Regions from separate parts of the Mus musculus genome. Here all the other regions are linked to region 3. Evidence: chromatin contacts called from public Hi-C data. All regions are on one chromosome and are shown on one strand. The core of a region is the stretch at or near the end of the contact, and the rest is flanking DNA. Distances in the headings are between cores, read along the strand shown.

What was found. Hi-C and Micro-C count contacts between places; a contact is called where the count stands out from the background.
Region 1: a contact with region 3 is called in a Hi-C map of extraembryonic endoderm stem cells, with 2.7 times the contacts expected there. The contact joins the enhancer-like site here to the promoter of Nucb2 in region 3. A contact is called at or near these places in 1 of 39 promoter capture datasets (cranial neural crest), 8 of 484 Hi-C or Micro-C datasets (the Ba/F3 cell line, the G1E-ER4 cell line, the HL-1 cell line and 3 more), 1 of 115 datasets of contacts at active chromatin or transcription factors (neural tube) and 1 of 9 other capture datasets (embryonic stem cells).
Region 2: a contact with region 3 is called in a Hi-C map of CD8 T cells, with 3 times the contacts expected there. The contact joins the enhancer-like site here to the promoter of Nucb2 in region 3. A contact is called at or near these places in 14 of 484 Hi-C or Micro-C datasets (B cells, CD8 T cells, the G1E-ER4 cell line and 8 more), 1 of 115 datasets of contacts at active chromatin or transcription factors (pancreatic cancer cells) and 3 of 9 other capture datasets (adipose tissue, embryonic stem cells and liver).

What each region holds. Positions count from the first base shown.
Region 1 is chr7:116,121,542-116,124,241 of GRCm38.p6, forward strand. Plekha7 (pleckstrin homology domain containing, family A member 7) reads right to left here. Exons shown (of 27, transcript NM_001305185.1): 27 at 1,944-2,700. Among named protein-coding and RNA genes, the nearest start is that of 1110004F10Rik, 30 kb to the left of the region's middle. Within about 2 kb of position 1,355, at least 31 of the 459 cell types and tissues checked have an H3K27ac peak or open chromatin away from gene starts, as enhancers often do. A contact at or near this core is called in cortical neurons and extraembryonic endoderm stem cells, where this site is marked.
Region 2 is chr7:116,230,120-116,232,819 of GRCm38.p6, forward strand. The region is part of intron 3 of Plekha7 (pleckstrin homology domain containing, family A member 7); the gene reads right to left. Among named protein-coding and RNA genes, the nearest start is that of Gm44867, 60 kb to the right of the region's middle. Within about 2 kb of position 1,297, at least 67 of the 459 cell types and tissues checked have an H3K27ac peak or open chromatin away from gene starts, as enhancers often do. A contact at or near this core is called in B cells, CD8 T cells, the HL-1 cell line and 2 more, where this site is marked.
Region 3 is chr7:116,503,055-116,505,754 of GRCm38.p6, forward strand. Nucb2 (nucleobindin 2) reads left to right here and starts at 1,315. Exons shown (of 14, transcript NM_001130479.2): 1 at 1,315-1,430.

The DNA.
Region 1 (2,700 bases), core at 105-2,604, 380 kb before region 3:
GACAAATAATTTGCTGCTTTGTTCCCACCCTTGGTGAGAACACAAAAGGACTTAGAGCACTGTGTGCTGCTCCTGGGGGGGCGCCTCCAGAGCCCATAAGAGACTCCTGGCTGCCAGGGCCAGAGTCTGTATGTGTTACTATCATCCCCCTTCACACTGCTGGGAACCTGCAGGCCCCCAGGGAAACAGGTGAAAGGTACCACTGAGAGTAGCCAGGAGAACTCTGCAAGAACCCTTCCATGTGGAGGAAACTGAGGCCTTTGAGGGAGGAGAAGGGACCCGCTGCAGGCTTACGGGCCCAGAGCTGGGCCCAAGGCAGGCTGAAGAGATGAACAGGACGCTTGCTTTTAGCACCCCCCTGTATGCAAACTGTTTTCATTTAGCTAGAATCATGGATGTGGTAAAAATGCAGGCAGTTCTGGAAGTTCAAGTGGGAACTAGCAGATTTCATTCCTAATTCCTGTTTGACAGCCGATCTTAAAATTTCCTTGCTGGTTCTGGCCAAGATTTGAAAGGACAGCCTGGGCCTCACCTGGGGCCTAGGTTGCAGTCAGAATTAAGAGGTAAACAAGGCTTAATGGGTAAGGGTGTTTGCTGTTAAACCTGATTCCCTGAATTTGATTCCCTGGAATCCACATAGTAGGAGGGACAAATCTCATAAACTGTCCTCTGACCACCACATTTGAGTCACAGGACGTGTGCACTTACATCCACACACATAGAATAAATGAATGCAAAAAGAGATTAGAGACTAGACAGGAACACCCCCACACCCCCGACTCTCTGCTCAGACCCTGGGCTCTGTAAGGACACACAGCTGAAAATACTGGACCAGAGTCCTTAATCCCAGACTATGCACACCTAGTCAGCCAGTCTGCAAATGGCCTCATCTTGGCTTTTGTCTTTTAACGTTGTGGAAGCAGTGTTTGAATGGACACGTGTGCACATGCATGCACACACACACACACACACACACACACACACACACACACGTGGAAGTGTTGGCATAAGCATGTGTCTAGGCACACACATGTATGGAAGGGAGAGGCCCATGTCAGTTTCTCCCTCAATTGCTCTTCCATCTCCTTTTTGTTAGATTTACTTATGCATCTGAGTATCTTGCCTACATGTGCATGTGTGTACTGCTTCTGTGTAGGGCCCATGGTGCTGAGAAGAGGGACCCAGACACCCTGAAATTGGGGTTATAGATGTCTGTGAGCCACATTCAGGTTCCGTTCTGGGAAGAAAACTGGGGTCCTCAAAGGCCACAATTGGCTGGCCTGGCCGTGGGGTTTTGTTGATTTTTCAGACGACTGCACTCAGTTGCAGATCTTCCCCGCCTTACTTTTATCTGTTGCGTGACATTCCAGCTAATGTTTAAAACAAGAAGAGCATTTCTTAAATTCCAAACAAACAGTAGCCACAATAGCAGCTCTCCCTTCTACCCATCCAGAATGCCTGGGAATCCATTCTTCCCAGTTTAAATACTTGGAAGGCTTCTCCAAACCTCCAACACACTCCTTGGCCATGCGGGAACTTGGAAACGCACACATCTCTAAACCAAACTGGCCCCTTGCCTCCTGCTTTGAGCATGCATCCCAAGTCAAGATGAATTAAATGCAAATCCAGTTTGCAACGGTCCATCACTAACAGGCCTCATTTGAATGGGCGCAGTGTGTGGGTTGGATGGGGGCCCGTTGTACCACTTCTGCTGTCTTGGATGAGATTGGGCCCGACCAGCCCAAACCGGCCCCGAGTAGGGATCCTTGCCTGGGGGTGGGAAAGGAAACCTCACCCCTCAGGCCTCCAAACTCGCTCAAATGTCAAGGGGCTGTCAGTGAGGAGGCTCTTTCATTCGTGAACACGGAAAGGGGGAGGCAGAGGGCTGACACAGGGTAAGGGCACACAGCCCACGGTGAATGAATACAGCCAGCAAGAGCCAGGACACGGATGAGGTTAATATTTTAATCTATACATCACTTTTTTTTTTTTTTGCAAACCATTACACTTTTATTTAAATTAACTTTTTCTTGCAAAATATTCATTTCATTTTTCCAACAAAATCTTATAAAGGCAAAAAATAAAATCTTATTTTGGCAAATGTCATGAAGTTGATACTGGCAGCATATGGAGTTAGTTAAAAATAGACAGTAACTTCTAAATATATTCAAGGATTCTTTTTCTTCTTGTAAGCATAGTCAAAGACAAATTTTCGTTTAAAATGCGGCTCCACCCAGTGAAGGTGTTTATGGTTTTCACTGCTTCCTGCATGTAGAATATCTTGAGACAAGTTAAATAAAGGGACAAAACACTGAGTCTGGCATGGCCACCTCTTCCTCAGCTGGGCTGGAGTCAAGTCACAATCCTGTGTCCTGGCCCTGCCTGCCCACCTCACCAGACCTAGTCAGAGGAAACTGTCCTGGGTTTCCCCACAGCAGGCAGCAGAGGTCCTTTAGTACAGCCTGGCTGGAGGGATGGCTCAAGGCTAGGCATTTGTAAGCAGATGCCACCCAATGCCCAGTTATTGCTTTAACACATCTCGCTTTCCACCTCACAGTGGCTTTTTTCTTTCTTCTGAGAAGTGTCTGCTGAGAGAACTTCACTTCACCGACAGCTGAAGAAGCCAAGGCTTTCGAGCACACGGCTGCTCCTCAGTCAGAATCAAGGGCCGAGGCACAGACGGGCTCCGTGCGGCCATCC
Region 2 (2,700 bases), core at 47-2,546, 270 kb before region 3:
ACATACCCCGCATACCCACGCTCGTGCGTGTAAAGCTCCAGAGATCACAAATATGAAGTCTGCTCCATTGACCGGAAGGGTGAGGGCAAAAATCATCCCTACCTCTGTCACTCCGCAGAGGCTGCCCATGTTCCCAGAGTCAGAGCCCACATCCCTCCAACCACGTGACACACCTCCTCTCCTGAGGCTCTGGCTCTCTGGGCACCAGGTAATCCAAAGCCCTTCCCTTCCACATTACCTAGACAGTCAGCACGCCCATGGGTTCTGGGACTAGAACCTGGGCGTCTTAGGGCCATTGGGTCCAGCTGTCACAGCACCTATGTGTAGCACACGGACAGTGATGCTTCATGTTTAAGACAATGAGAGCAAGGTGGCAGGCACTATGGAAACGTCACAGTGAAACCATTTATTCTGTGCTGGTGATGTGAGCTAATCATTGTAATGAGGTACACTCTGGTCAGCAAGACACTACCCCGACAAGGATGAGGCACACTCTGGTCAGTGCCACTACACCCGGAAGTGGCAGCACTTTCTTGGCAGGGCTAGGAAGGGGACAAACCTTAGACCCATTGTTCTGGCCTGCATCCCCAAAGCAGACCCCGATGGTTCTTTCCCTCTACAGTCTACAGCTCTGGGTCTCTTCAGCTAAGGAGGCAGCAGCTCACTCTTCCTCTTCCTCTTCCTCCTCTTCTTCCTCCCCTGGCTGCTCTAAGTGCATAGGCTCTGGTTGATTATCTGAATGCTGAAAATGCAGGCATATGACTGGGTCTCAAAAGGCATGTGACAACTGCCCTTTAAAGAAACTGACAGGCACAGACCACGTTTTCCTGGAGCCTTGTGGCGTCACCACACAATGTGAACGCCAGGCACATGGCAGCAGGATAAGTGTTCTCTATCACTTAACTGCATGAGTCAGATTTGATAAATTCCAGTCTTTGAAAGACTATCAAAAGGAAGCTTTAAACTAACAGGCTATGATGGCAGCCTAGCAACCCAGCCTCCTCCATTGCCACCTGAGCCGGGTACTGGAGCAGTCAGGTCCTAACAGACTTCAGAGCCTCGAGGATGGCGGGCTCCCCAGCATACAACCTGTGGGAAATGAGAGCAAGCTGAGACCTGAACCCCAGCTCCATTTCCCCTTGCTCTCTGACCTTGGGCTTTCTGAACACACACAATGAGCCCACTCTCACTCATTGACTCATGGGTAAGGCACCCAGGAAACAGAATATGTTCACCAGAGCCACTTCCTTCTTCCGGTCCCTGAAATACTAAAGGCAGCTGGGCAAGTCCCTCACTGGGAGAGCACTTACCACACACAGCTCACCCACACACCGCCTCTGAAATCTCAGCCAAGGCCCTGCCCAACCCGTACTTCCACTTTTTTTCTCTAAATAGACAGTATAGACTCTAACCACATCCAAAGTGATGATAAACGACAAATGAGGAGTTTAACGTTTTAGCTGTGTTGTTCTTCAAACCTATGTGAGAAATACCCCTAAAATAAAAGTATGTGCCCTGTATGACAGACACCCCTGGGTCACGGATAGGAGGGGAGCCTAAGTTCTGGTCCTGGATCAACTAGAAATGGTTCTGTATGCTCGGTCAGTTCTGAAACTCAGTTTCCCCACTAATAGACTTGTCAATCCCTTCCAGTTCTCAGAGTCTGATATATCATTGAGTAACCCAAACAAGCAGAATAAGCCAAGCTGAGAATGTCTTTAAAAAGACAAATGTCAGTGGAGTGTGGTGGCTCACGTCTTTAATTCCAGGTGGACCTCTTGTGAGTTTGAGGCCAGCCTGGTTTACAGAGCGGGTTCCAGACAGCCAGAGCTACACAGGGAAACCCTGTCTTGAAAACCAAGGAAAAAAGGCCCGAATGTCACCCGACATAGTTTAGTTACCCCTCAGTGTCTCAGGGGATTGGTTCCAGGACCTCCTGAGGCAGCCACCTACATGAAACGGCACAATATCAGCCCCTCCCCATTCCTCCCATATGCTTTAATCTACCTATAGATTGCTTTAAATAGCTCTGCAATGGAAATGTTGTGTAAACTTGCTATACTGTACTTTTCAGGGGATAACAAGTATGGGGGGGTGTCTACACATGTTTTGGATAAATAATACTTTCCAAATATTTTCTATGTGCAGTTGAGCAGGTTATATGAAGACCCCTCAGACGTGTAGACAACTAGAATTAACACCAAAGAGGAAAAATATGGAAGGATGAATGCCAGCTCCTTCAGTCTCAAAGACCATGCGATTTGAGAGCTCTGGGCTTTGCTACAGTTGGAGTCGCTGGGGAAGGTATCTAGTTGAGTCTGTAATGAGACAATCTAGACTTGAATGTCAGCTTGGGTTTATACCTTAGACTTTATCACCTTAGGCAAGGCATTCAATCTCTGGGTTCCTACAATTATAAAACGGACAGTAGCCAGTTCTCAAGGCCAACTAGGGACAGCATGTGGGCCATCCATGGAGCACCTGAAGCAGAGGTGAGCAGTGGATAATGGCTGTCACTGTGCCTTAGTGTGGGTTTCTATTGGTTCAACAAAATACCATGATCAAAAAAGCAAATTGGGGAAGAAAGGGTTTATTGGGTTTCATTTGAGGGAATCAGGACAGGAATTCAAGCAGGGCTGGAACCTGGAGGCAGGAGCTGATGCAGAGGCCGTGGAGATATGCTGTTTACTGAACTGCTCC
Region 3 (2,700 bases), core at 65-2,564:
TAGTCACCATCCCAAGAATGGCCGAGTTAGTACAATGTGACTGACTCTTTTTTATAGACTGTAAGTGTGTGTGTGTGTGTGTGTGTGTGTGTGTGTGTGTGTGTGTGGCTGTTACTGACCCCATTTTATACACAAGGAAATGGAAGCATAGTGCTCTGATACCTTCTTTAGGATGGGTTAGAAAAGTTGAGTGTTGCAAGAGAGAAGTCTGATCTCTAATGGTGCACACAGCCATTAACCCACGTTGTGTCTTGCTAACAGTGGTTTCCATTGCAGTCTACCCTCCCCTGGATCTGTGGGTTCTTCGTTTGTAGATTCAACCAACTAGAGATAGAGAGAATGAGACAGAGAGCGAGCGAGCGAGAGTGCTAAGTGCCAGCATTCGTGTGTCTCTCTCTGCTTCCTGATACCTTGTGCCAGCTGCCTCAAGCTTCTTCTACTGCTGTACTGAAGCACACCCTTAAACTGTGAGCAAAACAAACAAGCAAAACCCCAAAACCAAACCAAACCAAACCAAACCAAACCAAACCAAACCAAACCAAACCAAACCCCTCTTCCTTCTTTAACTGCTTTTCTTAGTATTTTTCGTTGCAGCAAGGAGACCAGCCAGTCAGTACACAACCTAGGACCTTTTTCTTTGGGTTGAAAAACAAAACAAAACAAAACAAAACAAAACAAAACACCCTAAAAATCAGTCAGGTGCGAGTAACTGGCACTCACGCTTCAAAACCAGCTCCAAGGCTCTAAAGCTTTTCTACCCTCCAAGCACGTACAAAATGCCCCACGGTTAAAATGTTGTTAATGTTAAATGTGTTGAAGATGTCTTGACTCCACGGGGCAGAGAGAAGAAAAATCTGTATCTGAGAGGTAAATGCTATTAAGTCACAGGGACTCAGGGACCACGATAAGGAGGGTGGGGGTACGTTAAATACCAGTCTGAGTCCCTGCAGGAAAGAGGCTCTCCAAGACTCACAAGAGGGCTACCACTTTTTTCTCCACCACTGTGGGCGCTGCAGGCTCATGCCAGAGACCAAGAACCTGGCAAACCCTAAGATTTTGTGGGGGATCCCCGGGCATCACTTCACCCTACTAAGCCATGCACTAAGAGCTAGTCTAAGACAGCAAGGGAAGGAAGAGGCGCGGCTTCCTCACGCTTCGGAGAGCGCCACGTCCCTCTTGGCTAGTTCTTCCAGAAGCGCCTTCGCGTAGGCGCGTCCCTGGACCAGTTCACCAATAGGAGTCCTCCGCGATCCGGAGCTGGACCAATTAGCGGCTGTGGGGGGAGGAGGCAGTCACCATGGCAACCAGGAGGCGGGCACGCATTAGGCTGTGGATCAGAGCAAGGCGGAGGGCCGTGGGCAGGGAAAACTGGTGTGCTCGCGGCGGGCATCAGTCGGCTTAGCCTCGCGCGCCGGGACCCTGCAGAGAAGGTCAGTGGCGCGGAGCAGGGTGTAGATCCCAGCCTCGAGGAGGCTGGACGGGTCACAGAAGAGAGGGCGCAGGTCTGTTCTTGCCCTGCCCATGGTTGTGGGCATGGAGGGCCGAGTTCTGGGCGGGCAAGGTTGGGGAGGGTCTCCCAGCTGAAGCCGGAGGCGTCGGGTCCACTCCACCACTCTTCTAGCTACAGAGCGCTTGAGCTTTTCTTCCGGGTGGGTAGCACGAGCAGGCAGAGTAGGTGCTGGACCCAGACTGGGGCGGGGTACGTGGGCGAGGGGCTCGCCCACTGGTGAGGTCTCTGGACCTATCGATTCCCGGCTGATGCTCCGCGCCCCCCCGCCCCCCTCCAGTTGTGGAGCAAAGCTAGGCCCAGGAACACAGCTCTTCCCCGGGGTATGTGAAACCAGCATCTGCCACTAAGGAGAAAGTTCCTGCCAGCTGTAGTATCGTTTGCCCCAAAGTGACAAATTAGGTGAAAGAGGATACATTTTGATTTAGGGGGAAGAGAAAGATGTTACTTTCTTGTTGCACCTGCTGAATGTTACCTCCGTGGGCTGGTGTGGTTATTGTGGTTGATACAGACAGCAGTCTTACCAGACAGTTATTTTGCAAAATCAGAAAGGGGTGGAGGGGAAGAGAATGAAAATGAACAGGAACCCTTGTTCTGATAATTTATACCTTTTACACGGGTTAATGTACCTTTTACACAATTGAATGCCGAGTGCTATCATCTAAGTTTCTTATTTAAGAAACTGTGGATAAATAATATACATTTTATCCCCCTCCCCAATCATCCTGATTTTGACAAAAGGCAGGAAAGTGGTGACTCACACAATATCAGCTGTTAGGGGAGCCTGAGGCAGGAGGATACGGGGCTTAAATGAAAATATTTGTTATAGTGAGTTACAGTTAATTTTGGGATTTCCCTACAGGAAAGCTTAAAATGTTGAGATGATTGTCCCAAAGAATTGTCAAGAGGTGATAGTATTCTACCAGGCATTTGGACCAGGGAGCCTTTGGCTATTTAAATTGCTTCTTAAGGTCTTCCCTGGCTGGTTTTGTTAAGAAACTGGACTTGAGTAATGCTCAGATTATTTTATCTTAGAAATTGTATCAGGAGTTTTCCCTCACATAAGCTGTGTTATGGTTCTATAAAACTCAAATTCAACAAATAATGGTCCATGTTCCAACACATGTTCCTTGGTTAACACAATTAACAGGGTTGCACATTAAAATAATGGAAATTTAGGATTACAAATGAAA